Linked DNA regions of Danio rerio: region 1 is linked to region 2. A link is a contact called in public Micro-C data. All regions are on one chromosome and are shown on one strand. The core of a region is the stretch at or near the end of the contact, and the rest is flanking DNA. Distances in the headings are between cores, read along the strand shown. Region 1 holds the start of exd3 (exonuclease 3'-5' domain containing 3). Region 2 holds the start of slc27a4 (solute carrier family 27 member 4).

Region 1 (6,703 bases), core at 3,481-5,980, 250 kb after region 2:
TTCTTGCAACATGTCAAAGAAAAATACTGTCTCAAGTTTTCACAGAAAAGTAGGCTACAATTAGTCAAAACAACAAAAGCTATAATTTTCTATTGCGATTGAAAATCTGGGTTATTCCACCAAACACTGATTGCTTAACTCTTCTGCAGTTAAAACGTTGATAGCGAGTTATTGTTTGAAAATATTAGCAAATATAAACAACATGGCACATTTGTTATGTGAGTGGTTTTTGCTAAAGTTTCTAAATGACAACATTTTAATTACACATTTGTAAGTAATGCAATTAGTGGTTTACAGAGTAAATTTTTTTAAAAGATGAATTTTGTTACACAAATATATATTATAAATTGTGTTATATTATATTATATTGTATTATATTATATTATATTATATTATATTATATTATATTATATTATATTATATTATATTATATTTCTAGTCAATTACATCAATCTCTAAGAAAATATTGTATTTTAGATTTATTACATAATTATAATTACACAATTTATTACAGTGAGCACAAATTACATTTAAATTAACATTATTTAAATTGGCACGTTACAATAAAAACACATTTTGACAAAAATTCTTAGTTACACTTTAAAACACAATGTAAATGTAACAAAAACAATCAATAAATATTACAGTAGTATCTCTTTAATAATTAGTAGAGCTTTTATTAATAGTGTTAATCAGTATTTATTTTAGATGTTCTGTTTTAATAATGTACAATGTTGCTGTGAGTTTAGCCTTTATTTCCTTTTTTTAATTGTATACATTATAATACAATATAATATACAATAACACATTATTTTAGTTTTTTGTTAACTGCCATAAAAGTGTAAAACACACACAATATATATTACATTCTTCTCACTATTTGAATAATAACTTCCTGTTTATTTTTTGAACGGTGTATGCGGTGACTGATGTGACTTATCAGTGGTGTATCTGCTCTGACGCTTCTGATTGGCGTTCTGGGAGTTTGCGCTTTTGTTATCGAGCGCACGCGTGAAAGACGCAAACAATAGAGGCACGCGAGCTGCCGCTTCAGGACGCGCTCAAGCGGGCTCATCAAACCGAGTCACACCGCCGAGATTTTGCGCTCCACAGCACACATTATACCGCATTACTTTACATCACATGCCATTTAAACTCAATCTGCTGCACTTCTCACCACTGCATGCCAGATTGTGCTCGAGATGCATTACCTTTCCACTGTTTGCGTGCACTGTTTGATTCATTATAAGACAACTTTCTTAAATAGAACTTAGTAAAATCATAGCATTATAACTGCCATTGAACAGCATTGTGTCATACATTCTCAATTAAGTGTGTGTACTGGTTTTGGTAGTTTATGAGGTCACATTTGTATTATGACATGGGTATGACTTAGGTATTACAATGTTGAGGTGGTTTATGAGGACATGACTTGTGTCATCCGTCAAAATACTTAACAGGGTCTTTTCACATTCAAAATCTGCCACAGGTTTCTTGTAAGGCTTGAGATTAAGGGTAGAGTTATGGTAAGGTAAAAATAGTTTTTACAGCATAAGATACGAACATTATGCCTATGATGTAGGGCTGCATGATATTGGAAAAATTTTACATTGTCAAGTATATAGTCACATTTATAAGCCCCCCTGAATTATTAGACCCCGTGTTTATTTTTTTTCTTCCTAATTTCTGTTTAAAGGAGAGAAGATTTTTTTCAACACATTTCTAAACATAATAATTTTAATAACTCAATTCTAATAACTGATTTATTTTATCTTTGCCATGATGACATTAAATAATATTTTACTAGATATATTTCAAGACACTTCTATACAGCTTAAAGTTACATTTAAAGGCTTAACTAGGTTAATTTCGTTAACTAGGCAGGTTAGGGTAATTAGGCAATTTATTGTATAACGATGGTTTGTTCTGTAGACAGTCGGGAAAAAAATTATTTTGTCCTTAAAATGGTGTTTAAAAAATTAAAAACAGTTTTTACTCTAGCTGAAATAAAACAAATAAGACTTTCTCTAGAGAAAAAAAACATTATCAGACATACTGTGAAAACTTCCTTGCTCTGATAAACATGATTTGGGAAATATTTAAAAAAGAAAAAAAAAATCAAAAGGGGGCTAATAATTCTGACTTTAACTGTGTATGTAATATATATATATATATATATATATATATATATATATATATATATATATATATATATATATATATATATATATATATATATATATATATATCCAAAGGTTTGGACACACCTTCCAATTCAAAAAAAATTAAAAACCGCTTGTATTCTAGCCAAAATAAAATAAATAAGACTTTTCCCAGAAGAAAAAAATATTATTAGACATACTGTGAAAATTTCCTTGCCCCATAAAACATAATTTGGGAAATATTTAAAAAGACCTAAAAAAAATCAAAGGGGGGCTAATAATTCTGACTTAAACTGTTTATATATATAATTGAAAGGGGGGGGCTAATAATTCTGAATGCAACAGCATAAATATAGAGATAAGGCTGGTGTCCTGCAGAGTTTAGCGCCCTCAACACACCTGCCTGGAGCTTGATTAGCTGGTTCAGGTGTTTTTCATTAAAACTAAAGCTAAAATCTGCAGGTCAGGTCCAGGACCAAGTTTGGATACCCCTGCTTTAGAGTGAATGGGATGATTTTATAGGCGAGTGAAATATAAATGTACTTAATGTATTTTTATGTAATTTATTATATACATATAAAAAAACAGAATACAGTCATTAATGAACACAATGGAACAAATATTCAAGTGAAACAAACAGTGATTTATGAATTTCTGCAGAGAGTCAGTATTTAGTTACAGAAATTTAAAAAACAAGTGTAACATTTTAACAAAACAATTTAGTCTTAATTGTATAAATTGTTCAATAAAAATCTTTATTAAACTTCTTTATGCACTATTAAAATGCCCTACTATGGAGAATCACCATAAACCACAAAACCAACATGTGTTTGTGTGTGTGTGTGTGTGTGTGTGTGTGTGTGTGTGTGTGTGTGTGTGTGTGTGTGTGTGTGTGTGTGCTACATTTAATAAAATAGCAGATGATTTAATCCCAACCAACTTACAAATGACCATAAAAGTCATCAAAACAAAAAAAATAGAATAGAAAAATATATAATAAATAAAAATAATAATAATATATATGGGAATCTGATAATTCCTTTGATCAGTCTAATGCAGTTAACCATTTATGTATTATACATAATATAACCAGAATCATTTTATTTTCATCAAAAAGAACAGAATATAAAATAGATAAGAAATAAAAATTGTTAATTTAGACCTGTATTTTTATTTAACAAAAAATTAATAGCAATGTAAGAAATTTAAAATGACTTATAAGAGCAATTCCAGCGTTATGGATGTGACATTTGCAGTAAAAGTCAAAACATAAATTCACAAAGAAAGTAACATTACACTGAAGCAACTACTTATATTTCCCAAAACAAATGACCACAGAGTTATGAGATCAGAAAAATATCAATCTATAAACATGCTTTATACTTTAAATGAGGAAAATAAACATGCGGTATGGATGTGACAAAAAAGTTTGCGAGTTTGCAGTATACAATTCTATGAATTAAACTGCACAGCCCAAAAGAAACAAAGCTAATCAAAAGGAAAAGAGTCGGTTCTTTCTTGAACAAACATTACTGATTTTATTTTATTTGACTTTTTGCATTTATAAGGGAAAAGCTTCATTATGGATGTGACATCTCTCCGTTTTGAATGTGACAGATGTGAAATTGGCACTTGTGTGACTTTGGTAAACCACATTTAATAGTTTAAAAATACTGACAGAGACATTTTTATGTATTTCTAAATTACTGTAAAATACAAGCCTACACACAAAAAATTTTTTTTAAAAATGGTTTCTCTATTTTGGTGAAATGTTTTTTTTCATGGCAAGGTTGACATTAGCATGCAATTGCTCCTATATTATATAATAATTATCTGTATACTATATTATATTTAAAAAGTAAAACAGAAAACAGATTAGAAAGTGTTTTAAATAATGATTTTGTCAATATAAAAACACAAAACAACAAATATATTAAAAATTAAGATTGATTAAGAAATCATTTTTTATATAAAAAGAGAACAGAAATAATTATTAACTTAAGTTATCAGATCACATTTTTAACCAGAAGAAGTAGTAAATAGAATCTAAGTTGTTAGCAGTGTAAGAAGTGTTTACAAAACATATTACATAGACTAAATTTATAAATATAACGTGACTTAACATGGAAAACCCCAGCCATTAAGAAATGCATTTAAAACTAGTAAAACTGACTGAGTTTTAGTCTGAACAAAACACACGATAACATCTTCAGTGCTCACTTTCATATAGAAAGTTGGCGTGTACTGCCTGTATTTCGAAAACACAACGTCGTTGCCCTCTAAAATGACATTTTGTTGTTCTCGTCGTAACTCGGAATCCAATAAAATGAATTTCAGCACTGAAGTGGCTAATCTCAACGTGCTAGCAGGAAAGCGTGAAGTGCTTTATTATGAGTCGTAAACAAATTGACAGCTGCTGGCGTTAAAAACAAGGCGACTGTATTTACATGTTTCACCAGAATCAGTGTCAGTTATGAATATTCAACTTACTTAAATAACGATGATGTCAAGCTGCGAGGGGATTGAATGTTGCTGGATAAATCTGTCAGTATATCCGGGCGGAACCATTAAATTCGCTGAAGGTTTATTGCCAACATTTGACGATGTGACACGCGTTCCCTTTAAATATTTGTAAACTTTATATTTGTATAATTAGTAAAGATGGAAAGAACTGTCAAAGTGGCCCAATTATGCGAGCTAAAGTAAAAAAATTAAACGGGACAGTAATAGTTGCGCCAGAATAATCGAGAAATTACAAATTAGTGGCTTAGAAAGAATAACGGGATTCGGGCGACATCTATTGACGAGTCAAGTGAACATCAGCTGTTATAAACCACGAGGACAGTAATCAACCTAAGAAAGTAACACATTTTAATATTATTTTTAAAAAATGTACATGTGGGTCTTGAATTTCTAACAATAAATCTAAATTTGTCAAATTTGTTCTCCGTGTATTGGCGTGGGTTTTTCCGGGTGCTCCGGTTTCCCCCACAAGTCCAAGACATGCGCTATATGTCAACTGAACAAGCTAAATTGGCCGTGTGTATGTGTGTCAATGAGAGTGTATGGATGTCTTCCAGTACTGGGTTGCAGCAGGAAGGGCATACGTTGTGAAAACATATGCTGGATAAGTTGGCGGTTCATTCCGCTGTGGTGACCCCTGATGAATAAAGAGACTAAGCCAGAGGAAAATGAATGAATAAATGTTGCTCATTTTCTTTCAATGTGGGCTAAAAGTCTTTAAAAAAACACTATGAAACTACTATTAAATTACAGATGTGCAGAAGTCAATTAAAATCTTGTGTTATACAACAATGATAATAGTAACAGGGCGAGGCAGTGATGTGCAGTAGGTAGTGCTGTCGCCTCAGAGCAAGAAGGTCGCTGGGTCGCTGGTTCGAACCTCGGCTCAGTTGGCGTTTTTGTGTGAAGTTTGCATGTTCTCCCTGCCTTCGTGTGGGTTTCCTCCGGGTGCTCCGGTTTCCCCCACAGTCCAAAGACATGTGGTACAGGTGAATTGGGTAGGCTAAATTGCCCATAGTGTATGAGTGTGTGTGTACTGTATGTTTCCCAGAGATGGGTTGCAGCTGGAAGGGCATCCGCTGCGTTAAAAACTTGCTGGATAAGTTGGCGGTTCATTCCGCTGTGGTGACCCCGGATTAATAAAGGGACTAAGCCGACAAGAAAATGAATAAATGAATGATAATGGTAACAATAATAACACATTTATTATTAAATAATTATGTAATCATTATCCAATAGAACATTTATAAAAGTCTTAACCATCATAAAATAGGAAGTACAACAACAACGATTATTATTATTATTATTAGATTATTTAAGAAAATGTTTATTTATATTTAGATACAAAATATATGGGAAATTATTCCTAAAATTGACATTTTCTTATAAAAAATGTGACAGGATCTTAATTAAGCTTGTCGTCCTCAAAAAAAATCACACAAAAACAAGCATAAACCATGCAATGATAGAATGCATTGTTGATCACTGTCAGCTTCATCTCCGTCAAATGGTGTTACTTAGCCTTTATTGTCACTAAATGACGATAATAATATACCAAAACAAGAAACATGGGGACAGTTGTACATTTATTTGTATTATATATTTGTAGATTTTATTATTTTTTTTATAAGACCCACCCCTCTCTGACAAAGGTCCAGAATTTGTCCCATACATGTGTTAATTTGACTGTTATGCCATCATAAATAGTGAAAATCACTCATTGAAAACTCTTAAAAATAAAATAAAATTTAAATACAATTGTTGTAATCAATTAATTTTCAAATGTACTTTTTTTTACAAGAGAGACTAGAAAAACTGTGAAGCTCTACATTATTGTTATTATTGATAATAATAATAATAATTATTGTTATTATTATTATTATTCAAATGGACAAATTCTGACTGAGGAAAGTTGAATGTGCAGGCCATTATGATATTTATTATAGGCTTTGTTTTTAATTTAAAACAGATTATTTTTTTTCTTCTCTTTTTCTAAGATATAATATATGATTAAAAAA
Region 2 (6,790 bases), core at 1,793-4,292:
TTTGGAGAAAATTAGCTTATAGATATCCTACAAGCTAACAATACTGATTTTAACATCTAAAAAGTTTATTTTAATTTCATGGGACCTTTTAAGATAGCAGTTTTTTTTTTGTATATATTTAGTTTTGTTTCTTTTAAGATAATAGCTAAAATATCTTAAATGTAAAATATGTCCATTTTAAGATTGCTTATTTTTAGTTGCATTATTGTCCCACTATTGGTTTACTGGCAGATTAAACTGAGCTAGCGTTGCTGTGTGGTTGTGTTTGCAGAGGATTTGTTGTACAAGAGCTGGATCAGCACATCGACCTGCTGCATGAATACAATGACATCAAAGACATCGGACAAACTCTACTGGGCAGACTAGGTAAGACGTGATGCCTTTAATAATACATTTTAAAAGGTGTTTTTTGCCAGTCTGCTACCAGACATTCATACCACAATAACCTCCTCTCCATAAACACTTGTGGCCTACACACTTCTGCCATCACACTCATCTAAGTGGGTTACAGCCTCCGTACGCTCGCTCTGCATTTCTCACCAGTGTCAAGATTATGATAATGGCATCCTCTGGTATTACCGCTGCATTCTGTAAGATAATGGACCCTTTTAGACTCCCAGCATGCTGAGTTTCTCCGGCCTCACAGTGACTTCAGCTGCTCTGAGGGCTGGAGGGGGTCATTTTTCCCCATGTGACCATTGATAAAGACAACTGTCTCTCTGTGTTTCCTACAGCCGGCCTGCGTGGAGTGACCACACGAGACTTGTACAGTCACTTTGGCCTTGAGTTGGATGACTGACAGAGATTGGAAGGGCCTCATAATACTGTTAGTGTTATATCTTTGTATTTATACAGAACACACCAGTGTTTTCTTCATGCTATTGGGCTGAATGAGCCTAATTAAGAAGTTTCTGTCTGAATTAACTCTGATTTAATTTTACATACAAACCTTCAAAGAAATAAAAAGGTCTTTTGTTAACACTGTGATAAGAATTGGTTTGACGTTTTTCTCTGAGCATCGTTTTACTCATATTGTGTTCATGCCAAAGGCGACGTGATATCATGCACGCGAGATTATTGTGCATGAAAAGGTGTCTATGGCCATTGTGTTGTCATCCAAATCTGGTGAATTAGAGGAAAATTTGTTTAAAAATTCAATGTCTGTCATGAATTCCTTACCTTTTATTTTGATTTGAAATCCAAAACGAGATGACATGTAGCTTTGAAGTTGCTCACGTTGTATGGAAAAGAGCAACATGAACATTTTTCGAAACGTCTCATTTTGGGCTCTCCAAATGAAAGGAAGTCAGATTTGGCACAATGATGAAAGGTTCATTTATGGGTGAACTGTTCCTTTAGGGAAGTACTGTGTCATAAATTCTGCTTTATTATTGTTATTATTATTTTTGTTTTACCAATAAATGCATTTATTTGAAAGTTAATGAAATAAATTTAAGCAGTATTTGTGAGGTTGCTTAATGTGTTATGTTGCGTAGCTGTCCCAGCTGTGCTAAAGGTGAACTAAGTACACCATAAGCTAGTTATGATAGATAAATTATGGCCTGTGTCTCAATATTTTTGGATTGCATAGATAAAAAATCTGCTTTGCTGATAGTAGATAATGTACATATCACTATACAGTTGTAAACTGATTTGTGCTGTCCAGTAACAAATTATAAATACTCCAATTACTGTACTTGAGTTTTTTGTTCTTAGGATTAGTAATTTATTAGGTAGTTTTAAAAATGTGTACTTTTACTTTCCCTTGAATACACTTTTAGTGCAATATCGCTACTTTTACTCCACTACTTTATTTCAACCTGCGTAATTACTTAATTTTTTTCTTGTCTATGGGGATAAACAAATTATTAAATCAATTCTTTGATTCCAGTCCTATCAAATAATAATAATTTTTCATTATTATGAACAATTTGAAGATATGTTTGGAAAGTATCCAGGAAGATGATGTCCAAAATCTTTACACGCAATGACTGTTTAGACTGAATGCCATTGATGGTGGCGAATGTTTACTGTACGATGACTGAAATCGTCAAATAGTCAAAATGTTACGTTTACACACACACATGCATAAATTGCATGTAAAAACATCACCTTTTCACAGTGTAATACTTCTTAAAGGGCTACTTTTTACTCATACTTTGAGTAATATTTACAGCAGATACTTTTACTCTACTTGCACTACATTATTAAGTAAGTAATTATACTTTTACTTGAGTATGATTTTTCATGACTTTCCACCACTGGTGCTGTCTAACATGATATCCACAGTGAAGTGTTTATACCACATGAAATCAATTTTTGTTACTGTTATCTCACATGATTTTCATCGACCATTCTAAAAAAATATATGAATGTTGTGACCAGTACAAAGAAACACAGTGGAAAGTAATTTGTTAGGCAAATCATGTTAACATTAAAATGCAAACTGAAAAAATAAATGGGGTTTGTGACGTCAGCTACATAGGTAAGTTGTTTTAGGAGCTACATTTAGATAAGCGATTATACACAGTTTGTTTCTGTGAATTAACTTGTATCGAATGCTACATGCAATCAGGAGTATAGTCAAAATAATTTCACAGAAAAAAAAATACATACTTCAAACTAAAATAGAAATGTTTGCAATTCATGCATTTTGAATGAAACCAACAGTCTCGTGTCCTTTTGCTATATATTTCAGTTAAAATCCTGTCTCCTTACACATTAGTATTATCATGTGCATTACGTTCTTTTAATTTTCACAAACAGCTGTCTTTGCCAGTACAATGGCTTGCAGATGGACAGATGTCTGACAATAGCTCTCGTTCTCCTCCTCCATCATGCCTCATGGTCCCGCAGAGCTGCTTTGCAACTACCGGGTGGAAACTGTCGTGATGATTCGCTGGCTGGGCCACATTTCCTTGACAGGACTTTAAGCCCCGCCTTTCAACAGCGAAAAGGCTGCGCTCTGAGAGCACGATTGGTTTAAAGCGCTGTCATTCAATGTGTACACACAGCACCGGCGAATAGCGAGGAGGCGGGCGCAAGTAAGAAAATTATAAGGTCATTGGAATTACCAGCGCTACATGCTATCCCCACAATGAAGCGATAACAGATAAGAGTGAAAAAATGAAATAAACGGGAGCAAAGTCTACCATAGGAGCCGCGGAAATAGGTAAAAGGCGGGCGAGTGGCCGTTACACACCGGCGCGTGTGTATCAGCGCAGGTAAACGGTGGAGGTTTCGCTTAAGCCGATCAAGGTGGGATCGTACGGAACAGGTTCCCCTTCTGCCATAATACACACGTTATTGTGACAGAGAAGACCAAAATCGAGGTATTTCCCGGACCACAAACACCAACATTTCAAATATTTTAGCCATTAGTCATTTCCGGAATCTCCTGTATCATTAATCGTCATGATAGCGAGCTGTCAGTTGCTTGTTAAAGATGAATTTACTGATTTTACTATAGCGTCAATATGCATTGTGTTCTGCTTATGTTTGCCGATGGATGCCGTGTCATGTGTAGCAGTGTAATTGCTCATAATCCAGCTAAAGGGAAATAGGATGTCATTCATGCGCACTGGCCTTTTCAGTATGAAACACGCATAGCAAATATAACCGATCGTATAAACGCATAATATAATTAATTGCCTGACTGTACGAGTTGAATTTCATACAACGTGTTTTGTGATTGTAACTGTAGAGTGAAGCTCAGTGTACTGCATTGCTGTAGTGATGTCCGATTCGCGAGCGAAGCATTCTTTTGAGTCGGATCTTTTCAACCGAGTCATTAAAGCGAATGGATTCGTTCACAAATCGACCTGAATCCTGAACTCTTAGGCGCAATGAGCTGGGAAACATTTCTGAATATGTTAAACTCCCAATTACCAAAAAATAGGTTAACGTTAACTTTTAGGTCTCTGAACAGGGTGTCTACAGGGTCTTAAAATGTCTTAAATCTCTAAAAGCTAAATTTTAGGCTTTAAAAAGTCTTAAATCTACTGACATGTGTTGTAGGTCTTACATATTTTTCAACAAGTCTTAATTTTTCTGTGTTCATGTATAGCAACCTACTCTGGCCATTTACACCCATACAATTGACAGCAATTCATCTCGATAAAGCTTTTAACTTTTTATTTTCAAAAAGCTTTTAATTAACATTTGCTTAAAAGTTCTACATTTATTTACTTATGATGATACTGACCTGACCTATATTTTTATTATTAAATCATTATTATTGTAGGCTGAAGTAACTGACAGCTATGTTTTGTTCTATTCTTGTTAAGGGTTATAGAGTTTGTGAATGGATTTATTTAGAAATTACAAAAAGAAATATTCAAACTAAATTATTATTATTGTATCATTGAATGTATTTAATTTTAATTATTTTTTGATAGGGCAAGTGAAAGTCTTTTTTAACTAAGATGTTCGAAAAAAAAAAATCTTTAGCATTTAGCCTTGTGTAAGGCAAAAATTTAATTCATAATGGTCTTTAAAATGTCTTTAAAAGTCTTAAATTTAACTTTGTGAAACCTGCAGAAACACTTATACAGAAAAAGTTATGAGCACCAAGGCAGTTAATAGATTGCAAGCTATGCCTTTGTTAAACCAATCTGTTAGTATTAATTCAGTAAATTTATTAGCAATGTGCAGGTGTTGCATAGAAAATTTCACCAATCTGAGGGTTCAAACTTTAGCTCCCTGTGTTTCTAAAACTTAATTATATATGTGTGCAAACTTTGCTGAAAACTTGAAATGTATTATTTCTATAGATGCAACCAAAATCGTTAAGCGATTAATGTAATATTTCTGCATTATATTTAATTTTATTGTGTCATTTGCAGCTTTCTATCATAAAATCTATTTTGGTCTAATTTTCATCACTTTGTTTTTGAAAAAAAAAAAAAAACAATGTTTGTAATATTGTAATTCACTTTATTCACCTTATACCCAATTGGCTTGTTCCATAGTTTTTGATGCTGTATCAAAAACCTTTTAAATATTTTGAAAAAAAGTATTGCTGAAAAAAGTGGGTAGGCATTAATGCACTATATCAAATATAAAGTGCTCAGTACACCCCTCAAAAATCTGTTTTAAATTCACATTTTTAACATGAAGCTTTACAATTATATATTTGTACATATACTTTAGTTTAGTCAGTACGGAAGCCAAATCTGGAGTTTATCTAACAAAATAACTTATGATAACGGTCAAAAAACTAGTACAACCAAATGTACAATGTTATAGAAAACAATAAATACAATTATAAAAAAGAGCAAAAATCAAGAGAAGCAAAAAAACTTTAAAATGTTGTAGTTTTTTTTTTGCTTGAATTTAATTGTAGTATGTTTTCATTTGTGAATATGTTTGGTAAATTAAACATTATTTTAATATGTATATCTGTTTAATAAATCTGTTTTGATTAATGCACCAAAATGCATTGCATATATTTACTAAGAAATTGATACAAATATACATTTTCAAAATTGGGTGTACTCCATTATGCTAAGCACTGTACTTCATATAAAACTAACGTTATCTTTACACGTTTGCTGTAGCCTACTTCATTGTATGACAATTTTATAAACTGAGTTAAATTGTGCTGAAATATCTTCATCTGAGGAAATAAACGTTGTATAATTACTTCTTGTAAATAAAGCATAATCGGGTTCAAAACATCAGCATGTAATGCTGCCACCGCGTGATGGCACATATGAATCACTGAATCAGAGTACTGAATCTTAAGTGCTCGAATGAGCCGAGTCGCGCGCACGAGTGCCAACAGTGCCGTACATCCAATGTGCTCTCAGATTTCCGGGCTTGAGCAACAAATCAGGTCTCTGCGGTAACCCTCGCCTGATGATGATGATGATGATGAGGTGGAAGATGAGGAGGATGATGCTGGCTTCTGCATTGCTTTAATATCCATCCGCACCCACAGCACGTCTGTCATCATTTTGTCTCGCGTCGTCATGCGGTTAAAGGTCTGAACAGACATTCAAATTCTCCTCAACATCTTTCAGGACACATATAGACGCGTCGCACACTGTAGGATTTCCCAGCTGCAGCGAAAAGTACGATGATGATGAGGATGATGACGTATGGCCGTCATTTCTGTCCGTCAATAGATTGAGAAAGTGTGAAACGGCGGATTGTTTACGTATCTGTTCATTTGACCGGGACTAGTTGCCACATTTTTACACCAGTGGCCTTTTACCTCTGTTGTCAGTTATTATTTAACCTTTGGTATATTTCCACTCATACACAGTTTATTGAAGTGTTGATACATATAAGGTAAAATGTCACAATAAGACTATTAATATAATAATAATAATAATAATCATCATCATCATCATATTAATATATGTCAATTTTGTGTAATAGATAAGAACACCAAAGTTCTAATAAATGTGTATGACCAAATTGAGAGAATTTAATGAATAATTTTTCGAAATGCTTATAGATTTAATATTCAGTTTTGTTACAATCTTTTGTTTTGTCTTTAGTCAATCAAAGTTTTTAATAAGTCAGCTGCCAAATGCAAGATATAATATGGAAATAACGTTTATCACACCTTTTTTATTAGTTTATCACATTTTTTCCCTATTTTATCTTGTTTTTATTTCAAAAGATTCTTAAATCAATAAATTTGTCTTGAAAGATTATGTGAGACACAATGTCTTATTTTATGTGAAATTGTTCAAAATGAAGAAAGCTCATTGCTAAAATCCAAACAAATATTTGACAGTGCGCTCAAAAATCAACTTGATTGAACAGAAAATGTATTTTT

Evidence for each region. Hi-C and Micro-C count contacts between places; a contact is called where the count stands out from the background.
Region 1: a contact with region 2 is called in a Micro-C map of caudal fin, with 6 times the contacts expected there. The contact joins the promoter of exd3 here to the promoter of slc27a4 in region 2. A contact is called at or near these places in 3 of 18 Hi-C or Micro-C datasets (caudal fin, embryo and hematopoietic stem cells).

Annotation. Positions count from the first base shown.
Region 1 is chr10:11,622,211-11,628,913 of GRCz12tu, forward strand. It overlaps exd3 (exonuclease 3'-5' domain containing 3), which reads right to left and starts at 4,731. Exons shown (of 20, transcript XR_012386155.1): 1 at 4,653-4,731.
Region 2 is chr10:11,369,795-11,376,584 of GRCz12tu, forward strand. slc27a4 (solute carrier family 27 member 4) reads left to right here and starts at 3,043. Exons shown (of 13, transcript NM_001017737.1): 1 at 3,043-3,332. swi5 (SWI5 homologous recombination repair protein) reads left to right here. Exons shown (of 5, transcript NM_001326527.1): 4 at 272-366; 5 at 735-1,464. The coding sequence ends at 799.